Regions from separate parts of the Mus musculus genome. Here all the other regions are linked to region 4. A link is a contact called in public Hi-C and promoter capture Hi-C data. All regions are on one chromosome and are shown on one strand. Each heading gives the region's core, a stretch centred on a gene start, on an enhancer-like site or on the middle of the called end of the contact. The rest is flanking DNA. Distances are from core to core; before and after follow the strand shown. Region 1 holds the start of Sap30 (sin3 associated polypeptide). Region 2 holds the start of Tmem192 (transmembrane protein 192). Region 3 holds the start of Msmo1 (methylsterol monoxygenase 1). Region 4 holds the start of Nek1 (NIMA (never in mitosis gene a)-related expressed kinase 1).

Region 1 (3,280 bases), core at 350-2,849, 3.5 Mb after region 4:
CTCTTCATGACCCCTTCATACCTTCAAAACCACTACCACTTGGGTGACACTTATACATTACCAAGTACAGCTGCAGTACAGGGTACAAACTTGGGTATCTCGGAAACACAGCTTCTTTTGCCTTCAGAAAACAACTCCCAGACGATTTCACCTCTGTGGTATTGATCTCTTCGTAATCACTGCTAATTTCTTAGCTCCAGCTAGCCAGCATCAATTGTCCTAGTGGTGCCTTCTATTCTTGACTCTAAAGCCAGCCACATAGCCGGAGCACCTGAGTTCTGCTACTTGCTGAGGCTGGAATGTGGCCCCTTCTTATTCTATTACCAACTTTATGTTTTCCAACTCCTTCCCAGCCTAAGCTTAGCTGTCCTGGAACTTGCTCTGAATATTGACCTTGAACTCAGAGATATGTGTGGCTCTGTATCATTAATGCTGGCATTAAAGGCATGTTCTACCATGACTGGATTTAAACTTTTCTCTATTTGGAACTTGCTCTGTTCCAAGCTGGTCTTGAACAATGAAATCTGCTTGGCTTTGTCTCTTTGGATTAAAGGTGTGAAAGCTTGGGCCTAAGTTTTTCATGACCTCTGTGACGATTATATATATATATATATATAATCGTCACTGAATTGGTTGAATCTAAAACAGGCTTTCTCAAAACTCTTCCACTTGAAATAAATTATTTTTGCTTAAGCTTAAGTCTAATAATTATCAGAGGTTCAGGGTTGGCATGGCCACGCCCATTCTTCCACCCCGCCCACCACAGGCACAGGCAAAAATACACATTACGCGAGCACAAACACGTACCCAGGCGCGCACGCGCGCAACCCCCCCCCCCCCCACACACACACCCGCGGCACACACAAGCACACATGTACGCATGCATATGACTCAAGAAAAGAGGTTTCTCGATCCTCGTCCCCTACAGCCAGGGCTAAGTTTTGATGAGTAGTCTGCAGACGTGATACTAGTGTGCTTCCTTTAAATGGTCTTAAACCCTCTTAGATCCGTTTGAAAGGAATCCAAGTGGCAGTAGAGGCGACAAGCAGCCCGATGCCTGCCAACCCGTCGGCACACGAGTATGCCAAGGACCTGCCACGCTCTAGAAGTCAGCTGCGGTATGGAGATGGAGATGAAGGACTCTCCGCCTAAAGAGCGCTAGGTATCCCGAGTTTTCTTTCAATAAATACCAAACAGCCCGTAAACTTTTTCTCACTTAATTCTTACTACCCCCCCCCACCCCCCACCCCCCCACACACACACACCATTAATGCTTCTTCCCAGGAGTCAGCTGGCGGTCTGAACACTAACTTTGCGAAACAAGAGGAGCTAAAACCAGCCCTTGCTCGCAGGAGAGAATAGAGGCGAGAAAACACGGTAAAAGCCTGACCTCACAGTCAGACTTGCCCGGTGCTTGGAATGGAAAAAAAAAAAAACTAGGGGTGGCTCGCCACGCGACGCATGCTGGGATGAGTAGTTTGTCCCGCTGGTCCCGCACGTAATCAGAACAGAGCGCAAGTTAGCTCCTCGATCAAGAACTACCATTCCCGTGGGGCCGCGCGGCAGGTGTGGGGCGGGGCCAGAGGAGGGGCGTCTCCCTCGCGCAGGTTCTGGGGTTGAGAAGGAGGCGGAGGAGCTGCGGTCCAACTGCTGAAGTCTCCATGTGACAGTGAGTGGGGTCTCCTTTCTAGGCGCCACTTCACTCCTGATCACAGTCACAGGACCTGGTAGCTATTCCAGCACCGACAGACCGGCCGGCCCTGGACTCTGGGCGTCGGACCGTGCCGCCACCAGACTTGGGGTGCGGAGTGAACGGCCGCCCAGGGGAAGGAGGCGGAGCGGCGCGGCGAGCGGGGCTCTGTAGCGGCGCCGGCGCCCCCGAACTGGCAGACATGAACGGCTTCACTCCGGAGGAGATGAGCCGAGGCGGGGACGCGGCCGCCGCCGTGGCCGCGGTGGTCGCTGCTGCGGCTGCCGCCGCCTCGGCGGGGAATGGGAACGCAGCCGGCGGTGGGGCAGAGGTACCCGGTGCCGGTGCAGTGTCAGCTTCTGGGCCACCTGGAGCGGCCGGTCCCGGCCCTGGGCAACTCTGTTGTTTGCGGGAGGACGGTGAGCGGTGCGGGCGCGCGGCAGGCAACGCCAGCTTCAGCAAAAGGATCCAGAAGAGCATCTCTCAGAAGAAGGTGAAGATCGAGCTGGATAAGAGTGTAAGTGGCCCAGGGACCGCCCTGCCCTATCCTGCGTGCCTCGCCGGATGGTTGGCGGGGTTCACGAGTCTCGGGGATTGGGTTGCAGGTGGGATTAGTGGTTCTCTGATTGAAACAAAGTCCCTGCAACTCCGGCCACCTTCCCCAGCGCGCGCTCGCGCAGTGGTGCGGGGCTCCTCCGCCCCTCGCCCGGACTCCCGCTGCCTCGCGTGTCTCCCACGCCAGGCTTCCCTCTTCCTCCTTTGCTGCGATCTGGAAACGAAACAAAGGGGACCGCAGCACCGAGGGCCCGGAGTAGTTTTCTCGCAGCCGGGCAGTCCCTTCTGGAATGGAGGCGCCTTTGTTTTGCTGCCAGAGCCGGTGTCTGCCCTAGGGAGCAGCTTCGCTCCTCTAGGGAAAGTAGAGTCTGGCTGGACCCCACAATTCTCTCTCTCTCTCTTTTTTTCCTTTTTGTCTTTTCTTTTTTTCTTTCCTCCTCGTTGTTCTCTTTCTCTTGAACACAGACAAGCAAGCTGAGCTCACCAGTTGCCTTACAGGGAGATAGATGATTGTAAACGTTGTTTGCGGTGTCAGCTCTTCGGGCAGCTGCTCCGAACCAAGGCTGCAAATAAGCCTCTGCGGTTTTACAGCCCTCTCGGCAGCCATCGGGATTTCTTTTTCTGTCTTTATGCACGTCTGCTGTTTTGGCCAGCTATGAGGTTTCAGAGAATTCCATTGCTACTTTTCAGAGCTCTGACTGATGGCAAAGGAAGAACAAGATACAGAACCTCCAGACATCCTGTATATTTTTAACTTACCCTTAGCTTAGAAGTCAATTTAAAAGCCTGTTCATTCGGCCTTTAATTGTAGCCTTAAAAGGGGGGGGGGGGAGAGTGTCAATCAGCTCAGTATTTCCTAGTCCACTGTATATACAGCTCTCAAATCCCCGAGTAATTAATTTTTTTGAAAAGTTTATTTGTGATTCTGTTTAGGCAGGTTTCTCAGTAGGGTCCATGAGAAACTTTGCAAGAGAACATGAATAATTTGCTTTAATTGAAAACACAAAATACAGAGAAATATATTCGCTTAATCCT
Region 2 (3,240 bases), core at 296-2,795, 4.0 Mb before region 4:
GTATCTGATTGGCTGTAATAAGGAGAGGAGAGACAAGAGCTAGGCAGGAAGTGGAGGGTGGCTTTTCCAGGAGAGAAAGGGATTCTGGGAGAAGAAATCAGAGGTGAGGGATTCAGCCAGCAGACAAGGGGGTAAACAGGACCAGAGCTGAGCAGAGAGGTAGAGGTGGCCATATGGCATGACATAGTGCCAGGATTAGTCTGGTTAGGGCAGCTACAAGACTGCCCTCCATGAGAGGCCTAAGTATTAAGTTTCCAAGTAGTAGTTGCTTTCCCATTTTCTCAGTTGAAAAATAACTAGATTAGTCCTGCTGTTAGAAACATATTTCATCAAGAAAATGTAACTAGCTACATCATCCTAGCATTAAAATGGGTTGAGTCAGGGAAGATAGGCAAATCTGAGGCCAGGTTAGGCTATATAATGAGTACCAGGCCAGCTAGGGCTACATAGCAAGTCTTAAATAAACAAATAAATAAATAAATGACTGCAGGACCCAAACACACAAGAATCTAAGCCCTTACAGTTCTGGAACCTTGCTATTATTAATTATTATTATTATTATCATTATTATTATTATTATTTTGATGTACTTTTATACTAAGACCATGATAATGTTTTTATTAGTTATTAGCTCAGGTCACTGTGCTAAGATAATGTCAGCCTTGCATTTCTCAAGGGCAGGAATTGTATTATGCCACTGGACAAAACAGTTTGTTCTGGAAACAAACGCATGTTTCCTCCCAAAGTGTTTCCCCCGCCCCACACCCAATTTCAAATAAATCAGTGTCTTAATGAGCTTGCAAACTCAAGATTTTTGCAACTGTATTATTCTATAATGGCTACATCATGAACTGGGCAACCGAATACTTTTTTTTTTTAAAGCAACCAAGCACTGTTCCTATCATGCCTACATTCAAAACAGCACATGATAACTGTTATGCGCCAATCTGCGTTTCCGGGAGATGAGAGCTACAAGTCCGCCCGAGGGATGCTGGAGGTTAGAGTCACTCCAAGTTCCGGGTGCTCTCCGACCAACGCAGGAGGGCCCACAGAAGCCGGGTCACCCGGGCTTGCAAGCCCGCCTGTCAGTCTCTCCCAGGAAGGACAGATCAAGCCAGCTCGCATCACGTGAAGCTCCCATTTCCGGAACCAAAGACGCGCACTGCACGTGAGCCGCCGAGTGAAGGGTCCCGCACGCCCACCCTGCCGTGTCCCTCCGATCGTTCAGGAAGACGTTCCCGGGGTCCGCGGTCCCCGCCCGTCGCGTCACCCCGCACCCTGCGTCCCCGATGGTCGAGCCGCTGCGGCTCTGGTTAGCTCCTAGCCCGCAGTCTCCGCCCCCTGAGCCCAGCACAGGAAGCCGAATGGCGGGGACAGGGCTCGGCGCCTCACTCACGTCCTCCAGCCGGCCGGCCGCCGCCATGACCCGCCGTCGCGGGCCGATGCCCCGCCAGCCTGACCTCTCCACCAGCGCCCGGGCGCCGACGGCCCGGGACAGTCGCACCTACTAGGACCTGCGCGCCCCGCCTCGGACACACCCACTCTGCGCTCGCCCCGCCCCGGCCGCCGAAGGCCACGCCCCTCCACCTAGATCAGCCGATCAGCAGCCAGGGGCGTGGCCCCCCCTGCAGACTCCAGCTTTGAGCTGCAGTGTAGCCCAGGCGGTTGTTTTGGGGTTTCCCCTAAACTGTTGCTTCATCCATTTATCAGAGATTTGGAAATTAAAGGATGAATTTCTCGAGCAACCATTTAAACCAAGTAAACTACTTCTCTTTAGAATATTAACTTATTTCTGTTGGCGCAATTTTTGTTTGCAACAATATAGATAGCTCTGTTTGGAAAAAGACGCAGTAAAAATCGCAATTCCACCTGTAGAGGGACTTAATTAGAATAGATTCCAATTTCTATAACACGATTTACAGATGTCTCCACAGGAAATTTCTGTAGTTTTTTTTTTTTTTTAAGGTATTCTGTTTCTGTTTTCCCCTTCCCCATCTCTTCTTTTTCTGTCCTTTGATTATTTTTGGTTTCAGTTTTGTTTTTATGAGACAGGGTTTCTCTACATAGCGCTACGTGTTCCGGAACTCACTATGTAGACCAGACTGAACCCTCGGAGATTCGCCTGTCTTTGTTGCCTAGTGGAATGCTCGGATGAGCCGCCACACTTGACCCAAGATTAAGTCAGTTCTTCCACTATGTGAATCCTGGACTTGACAGCAAAAGCCATTCATTGCCCAGTCCTCATTTTTGTAAAAATTAAAACAAAGTCTCAAGTAGCTCACACTGACCTAGAAATTGATGTGCACTGAAACGGGCCTTCAGTTCCTGATCCACTTGCCTTCACACAGTGAAATCTGGCATCGCTAGTGTGCATCATCGCAACGGATGAGTTGTTTTGTTTTATATACAAAGTATTTTTAAAATGCTTTTATTTTATGCATTTCAGTGTTTTATTTGCATGTGTGGCTATGCACTGTGTGTGTGCCTATTGCCCAGGGAGGCCAGATGAGACACTGGAGTTAGACAGTGGTTCTGGGAATCAAACCCAGGTTTTTTTTGGAAGAGTGGTTAGTGCATTTAAGCACTGAGCCATCTCTGCAGGCCAAGTTTTAAACACACACACACACACACACACACACACACACACACACACACAGAATCCAACTGGGGAAGTGGGTGTGGTGGCACACACCTGTAGTCCCAGGTCTTAGAGGAGACAAGAGAATCGTGATATCAAAGCCAGGCTTTGCTTTATAGTGCGTTAGAGGCAAGCCTGGGTTACACGAGATATCTCATGAAGAATGAAGAGAGATTTGAGGAAGAGTCCTCAAGGTCTGTGGTTGAAGAGGAATTGGAAGGCAAAGATGTCATCAACGCCGAGCAGACTGGGCCCCAAGGACAGTGACTAGACTTGTCCATTGGAAAGAATGCCTGTCCTCGTGTCCTGGAACAGCTAGCTGAATCATGTTGGCTCCTTCCTCTCTACAACCAGCTTCTCCACAGACCCTGGGAAGGAACAGCCCTGAAATCCTCAAAGGACATTTCCTTATGTACTGCACACTTTTAACTGGCCTTTACTCTTTTAAATGAGCATTTACTGGCGTCTGTTAATTATATGTAATAACAGGTTTCATTATGGCATTCTCATACGTGTGTGTATAAGGTATTTTAGTTATATACAGCGCCCGTTGCCTTCTCTTGCCCCCTCCCACTCATTCCCTTTCTTTTCCCAGCTAGTCC
Region 3 (3,090 bases), core at 33-2,532, 3.7 Mb before region 4:
GCGTATGAGGTTAACCCTCAGCAGCACAAAGCAGAAGGAAGCACAAACTCCCCTTGTGAACACACACTCACAGACAGACACTAAATGAGATAAAAAGAATAGAACTTTGAAAAAAGCTTCACTTATTAAAGTACGTGGGGGGCAAGATGGATGATCCAAGGCCTGAGGACTAGAGGTCAAGGCCGTCCTTAGGTTACGTATCCAGCTCAAAGGCCAGACTATAACTCGAGACCTGTCTTAAGGAAGATCGAAATCTAATACACAAAATTGTCCATTACATATAAATTGTCAGGTTACCTTAATATCATTTTCATATTTATGTCTCAAAAATATTATTAACATGAAAATTTAATTCCTAGTTTTATTAATCTGATTACAATAAATATTAGAAAGTGATTTTTTTAAAAACTCCAGGGTAGCCTAAAAAAAATCCAACTTACATCACTGATTTTGTTTTTATTATTTTATATTATTTGAAAATGTCATCCATCTATACAGTTTATCTTGACCATATTTTCCCCTCATTCCCCAACTATAACTCCCTCAAGCCCCATCATACCTATCTGTCTATCTCTCTGTCTCTCTAGCTTTCTGTGTCTCTGGCTCTGTGAGTGTAAGAAAAAGGATACATTAATAAATTTGAAGAATAAATTTAGTATGTAAAAATTAATTATTTATAATGGAATTCAAACTATTATAACTAAACTATATGATATGTGGACCAGTTTAAAGTGAAAATAAATGTAGTATTCATACTAGTATAAATAATAAGAAATAAGTGTCATTTTCAAAAAAAAAAGAAAGATCGAAATCCAGAATAAACTACAGGAAAGCAAGACCAAAAACTCAAATCAGTCTTTAAAACATATATACCACTTTTTTCCCCGGGTTCTGGATGAAGCCAAGCCAATGTGAGTAGCAAGATGCTACAACCCAGCGCACCCACAGCACTGGGCGCCTAGGAACCCACCGCTTGGTTGCCAAGGCGACGCCGGGTCCGCGCGGCTGCCCCGCCCCGTCACGCCGTCACGCGCTCGCGCGGCGCCCCGCCTCCAGCTGCGCTGCCGCGCGGACGACTGGCTGGCCGCGCGGGTCTCACTATTCTCACTCCATCCGCGCAGCCAATGACTGGCGCCGCTAGGGCTTCGTTGACTTGAGTCACACGCTGCCGGGCCTTAGCACGGACCAATCACTGCACGGCGAAGGCAGGGCGGGAGTGGGGCGGACCAATTACGACAGGCGAGCCGGGGCCCGGCCTCCGGGCCCTGCCCCTGAGCCGGCAGAGGTAGTGAGGAGGCCGCTGCACCTGCCAGGACTTGCGCTTAGACCGCTGTCTGTCGCGGGGACGCCAGGTAAGGCGCTCTCTAGCCTGATCCGGGTGGAGGGCGACTGAGACGGGGACCAGCAGGGTGGTGTCCGGCTGAGGCCGGTAAGGATGCGGTGGGAAGAACCTGGGTGGGCTGTGCGAGACTCCAGGCAAGGAGCCTAGGTTCTCAAGTGATGCAACTGGAATGACAACACTTCCTGCCCTTTAAAGAGTTTGCAATCACCTGGAGTCTGGTTCATTGACTTGAGTCTTAAAAACTTTTTACAAAAACACCATCACCAAGTGGGGGAGTAGGGTGTGTTCTGTGTTTGTGGATCTAGGAAGCTGTCCCAGAGGTATTGTAGGATGTGGCTCCATGTGAGAGAGGGGTGCATGGACGAGAGGTCTGGGCTTCACATTAGGAGAATTACCCGCGCTTGAACCATGAAGGTTTAAACTTATGTTTAAATGGATCCTGACCCTGTGCCTAAGGCTTCTCTAAGCTGCAGTGCCGAAAGAGGGGCTGGGATCGTCAGCCAGGAGTTAAGTTATCCTACGAATACATTTTTTTTTTCATCCTTTTTATTTTTTGAAATCCGAGGATCTAGTCTACCTGATTCAGATCGAATTTCCAGGCAAGCAGGCTGCTCAAAACTGAAAAGGCAGGATATTCATTTCAGCAAAGCCTGCTTTCCCCTCTCCTGTCTGATCACTTTATCTGACACTTTGTTTAAAACTACATGCCCTGTTTTCCTCTCCTCATTACGGAGCGTGAACTTGAGGTAACTGAACGCTGTCTCAGCATTGTGTGGAAGTTGGGAGACTTAGTCGAGGATGCCGAGTTAGAGACTAGAACAGCTCTTTTGGAGGTGATGAAGTTTCTCAAGTTAGGCATTAAAGCGTGTTTGCGATGGGCACCTGAGGCACTGTAGGATGCATTCAAGTTTGATCCAGGCCAGCAGCCTTTTGGGTAATCAGAATCTAAATCAGGATAAGAGTTACAGATGATGGGTATCAACCAGCATTCCATGAGACTAGGAAAAATGTCAAATGGAGAAATGTCAAATCTTGATGGTTGCTGAGTGTGTGGGCGAACACTGGTAATCTCAGCAGGGTATCAGGAGTTCAAGGTCGTCCTTAGTTTCATAGTTTTAAGCCCAACTTAAGACACAGATCTTGAGACACAGAGAGACAGGCAGAGAGAGAGAGAGAGAGAGAGAGAGAGAGAGAGAGAGAGAGAGAGAGAGAGAGAGAGAGAGAGGAGAGAGAGGAGAGAGAGAGAGAGACAGACAGACCTGGGGCACTTTGTGAAATTTTTTTTAAGAGTAAGTTGAGCATACGGATAGAAATAGAAAACGATGGGGAGTGAGAACATACCGCCAGTGTGAGCAGCCTTTTCAGGGGGCCTGGGTAAGCTGTACTCCTCCACTCCCCATCCGTGCAACTTTGTACTGTTATTCATTTATCCTAAGCCTCAGCTCATCATTTGAAAACCAAGGATCATAGAAGTTCCTCTATTTCACAGCGAGGCAAGGGTTTAGCTTAAAATGACAGCATATACTGGGTATGCAGAAGGTGCTCAATAATTGTTAGCTTATTTTAGATGCTGTGTGCCAGGTCTTATGTTCAGTGCTTAACATGATATTTATTGAGGTTTCCTGACAAATTATTATTATAGTATTATTATTAATATTATTGTCTTTTTTTTTTTTGAGACAGGGTTTCTCTGTATAGCCTTGGCTGTCCTGGAACTCACTCTGCCCCTGACTCCCAAGTGCTAGGTT
Region 4 (3,132 bases), core at 198-2,697:
GAAGGGTAAAACCTACTTGGAATACAGTGCCAATGCATTAGTAACACGACCTCAAAAGAACTGTGGTTAAGTCCCACAGCCTTCATCAGATTTCTGACAGACTTTCTTTTTCAGTGTAAAAACCAGTTTCCCCACAAAATCTGTTACTCTGGTTTCACCAGAACAAGAGGCCATTTTAAATGTAGACCTCTAGATCCTAGAAACTAGAAACAAAGAACTGCTTCTTTTTCCATCTGGCTGCTGCCCATCACCTCCACTTACTGCAGCATAAGCAAAGCCCATCACCGTGAAAGCTCAGATGGACTAGGGCTTTTAAGCCTTCACAAACATTTCCGATGTGATTTATGTAGGCAGTAAAAATATTTCTGCTTCTAGGGAGATCTTACAGGGAAGAATAAAACATTGGGCAGGGTATATAACTCAGTGGCAGATCACCTGCCTAGCAAAAATGAGTTCCTGTCATCCAATCCCCAAGACCCCTTCCCAAAGTTACACTGAATTATTAAAGTGGCAAAACTTTTAATACTTTACACGTGGAAATTGTGTCAAACCATGGAAAGCTTTAGGGTAACCAGTTAACTGCTATTTTTCTCATTAAAATATACAGGCATCTAATCTAATCTATTTAAGTGACTTATCATCTACTTAGATTAGTTTATCGTCTCTTAAGAGAGCGTTATCTTTTTAGAATACCAAAGAATTGCCTTGAGCCATACACAAGTCCTCCCCATTAACAACTTAAGGAGAAGGTGCTTTAGGCGCAAACACTTAAGGCGAGTATCCATGCACTCCACAGATCTATACAGGTCTCCTCACTCCCGGTGAGTTCACCATTCTGCTTGTCTGCCTGTCACTGCTTTCCCACGCGCAACTCACCTCAATGACACGGGACCTGAGTCAGAATAACAGTGGCGACCATAAGCACCGGTCTAGTGGCGGCAGTGTCTTCCTATAGGACTTAAGGCAGAAGCACCACGATGCATTTTGGAAATGACATGCTGTAAGAGAAAGCAAGTCTGTCTACCCAGCAGCCGCTCACAGCCCAGGCTGCGACTCCTACACCGGGCACCGGTCTCTGGCTGACGCGTCAGACTTGCCACCGTCGGGTCAGGCACAGTACTCCGCGACCCGCCCTGGCTACGCGGACGAAACAAACACAGCGGTTCCTGACCCCTTGGAAACGGCGGCTGCACAGGGGGAGTTGCTGGGTACCGCCCCCAACTTCACAGGTCGAGGTGGCTTGGCCAGGCGCGGACCCGCAGCGTGTGGGACTGGGAGGCTACCTGTCGCCCAAGTCCTCCCGCCTCGTCACAGTGACTATGGATTCCGGGGTGAGGGCAACTGCACAGGCTCAAGGTAAGGACGCTGCACGTTGCCGCCCTGAAACCATAGAGCTACTGCTGAGGAGAGGGGAACGGCCCTCGCGTCACTGTCGCTGGCGTGTGACGTCAGCGCGCAGGAGCCGACTTGTGGCGCTGCAGGGGAGGAGCCGGGATCTGCGGGGGGCGGGGCCAGGCGAAGCGAACGGACTGTACGTGCGGGGCGGGGCTGGACTAAGAGTGATGGGGCGGGGCTCCGGGGAAGGGCGGGGTTACGGAATAGGAAAGCTAGTGGGACCCGGCTCTCAGCCAGCAGCTGAGCTAGCGGGGAGCGTGAAGGACCAGAGGCCGGCCTAGAGGAGAGAGAGGCTAGGGAGAGGGTGCAGTGAGTGGGGGGCCTGTGGTAGGTAAAAGCTAAAAAGGGCGGTTTGGGAGCGGAGCGTAGCAAGCCGGGGATGGGTAGGGCAGAATCGGGGACGGGGGAATGGGGCGGGGCATCGTCAAGGGGCGGGGCCATTGGAATATGTTTGGGCCAAAAGAGCTAGGAAGTACTGGGACTAGAGAAAGGACTGGGCAAGTGCATTGGTGCAAGCACCGGGGACTGGGGGCGGGGAGGTGGAGACTGGAGCAACTTCAAGAGTTAAAAACTCCAAGCACCAAAGGGAGAGCGTGAGGTACTCCAAGCTCAAAGGAGCATGTGAAAGACGGGTGTCGGTAGAATAAAGTAAAACCGGAAAGAATTAGGCTGAGTGAAGGCGGGAATTTCGCTCAGGAATCTGACTCAGACTGAAGAGAGCATATTAACAACTTTTTCCCACACGGTACACAGATAAGGTACTTTTAATTTGAGCGCTCATTACTTAACTGAGGATGCCAAATATTTACAAGTAATTTTTCTTTAAGTACAATGCCCTTTAAAAAGTTATTTTAAGGGATGGCTCAAACAGCTCATCTCTGAAGACAGAAGACCAGGGTTCTGGGACGCAAACCTTGGTCTGGTTAACTCACCTGTAACAACTTCAGGAGCATCTTCTGCAAGCACCGGGACCTGAACTTATGCACATATCCACAGTTACTTCGTGAACTTAAACGAAGCAGTTTTATCTTTAATTTTTAGAATACAAAGTTACATTACAGTGTCCTACACCTTTATGTTTACTGTATATACACTTTATACTGAAGGGACTGACGATGTACAGTAGACTAAAAATCATTCGATGCAGGAATTGAAACAGTTGAGAACAAGCCTGGTGTCATCCCGAGTAGCTCTACTCAGTGAGCTAGAGGATGGCACTCTAGAAGTCCATACTTGAGGCAGGAAGAGGATAGTGTCTTTGTATACAGCCATAGTTGCTGTCCACATTGTTCCATTCGTGTGAATGGAACACTACCGAGGCTGCATAGACCTTGCCTAAGATCTGTAGACAGTTGATTTCTCTTTTCCATCCTTTCCCCATCCCACACACCCAAATCGACTTTTCTAGGTTCAGGAGCTTATAATTCTTTCCAGCTTGGAAATGGACAGATTAAGGGCTTCTTTGCCAGATGGTGACACTGCAAGTTACCTAAGCTAGTACATTAAACAAATGTTGAGAGTCAGCTCTTGTTTGTTTGGTTTTTGTTTGTTTGTTTCTCTGTATAGTCCTGGCTGTCCTGGAAATCACTTTGTAGACCAGGCTGGCCTCGAACTCAGAAATCCGCCTGCGTCTGCCTCCAGAGTGCTGGGATTAAAGGCGTGCGCCACCACGCCCATCGTGATTCAGCTCTTCAATCTCCAGGAAACTACAAGAGACTTATTTCCCATATGTTTTTA

Evidence for each region. Promoter capture Hi-C pulls out the DNA fragments that hold promoters and counts their contacts. Hi-C and Micro-C count contacts between places; a contact is called where the count stands out from the background.
Region 1: a promoter capture Hi-C map of pre-B cells shows a contact between it and region 4. The contact joins the promoter of Sap30 here to the promoter of Nek1 in region 4. A contact is called at or near these places in 1 of 39 promoter capture datasets (pre-B cells) and 2 of 484 Hi-C or Micro-C datasets (B cells and CD4 T cells).
Region 2: a contact with region 4 is called in a Hi-C map of regulatory T cells, with 10 times the contacts expected there. The contact joins the promoter of Tmem192 here to the promoter of Nek1 in region 4. A contact is called at or near these places in 1 of 39 promoter capture datasets (pre-B cells) and 3 of 484 Hi-C or Micro-C datasets (CD4 T cells, CD8 T cells and regulatory T cells).
Region 3: a contact with region 4 is called in a Hi-C map of muscle stem cells, with 3 times the contacts expected there. The contact joins the promoter of Msmo1 here to the promoter of Nek1 in region 4. A contact is called at or near these places in 1 of 39 promoter capture datasets (pre-B cells) and 4 of 484 Hi-C or Micro-C datasets (B cells, CD4 T cells, Th1 cells and 1 more).

Annotation. Positions count from the first base shown.
Region 1 is chr8:57,486,179-57,489,458 of GRCm38.p6, reverse strand. It overlaps Sap30 (sin3 associated polypeptide), which reads left to right and starts at 1,599. Exons shown (of 4, transcript NM_021788.2): 1 at 1,599-2,207. The coding sequence starts at 1,893. It overlaps 2500002B13Rik (RIKEN cDNA 2500002B13 gene), which reads right to left and starts at 1,496. Exons shown (of 4, transcript NR_126553.1): 1 at 1,266-1,496.
Region 2 is chr8:64,945,490-64,948,729 of GRCm38.p6, reverse strand. Tmem192 (transmembrane protein 192) reads right to left here and starts at 1,545. Exons shown (of 6, transcript NM_028427.3): 1 at 1,397-1,545. The coding sequence starts at 1,423.
Region 3 is chr8:64,731,770-64,734,859 of GRCm38.p6, reverse strand. Msmo1 (methylsterol monoxygenase 1) reads left to right here and starts at 1,282. Exons shown (of 6, transcript NM_025436.3): 1 at 1,282-1,352.
Region 4 is chr8:60,991,508-60,994,639 of GRCm38.p6, reverse strand. It overlaps Nek1 (NIMA (never in mitosis gene a)-related expressed kinase 1), which reads right to left and starts at 1,447. Exons shown (of 33, transcript NM_175089.4): 1 at 877-1,447.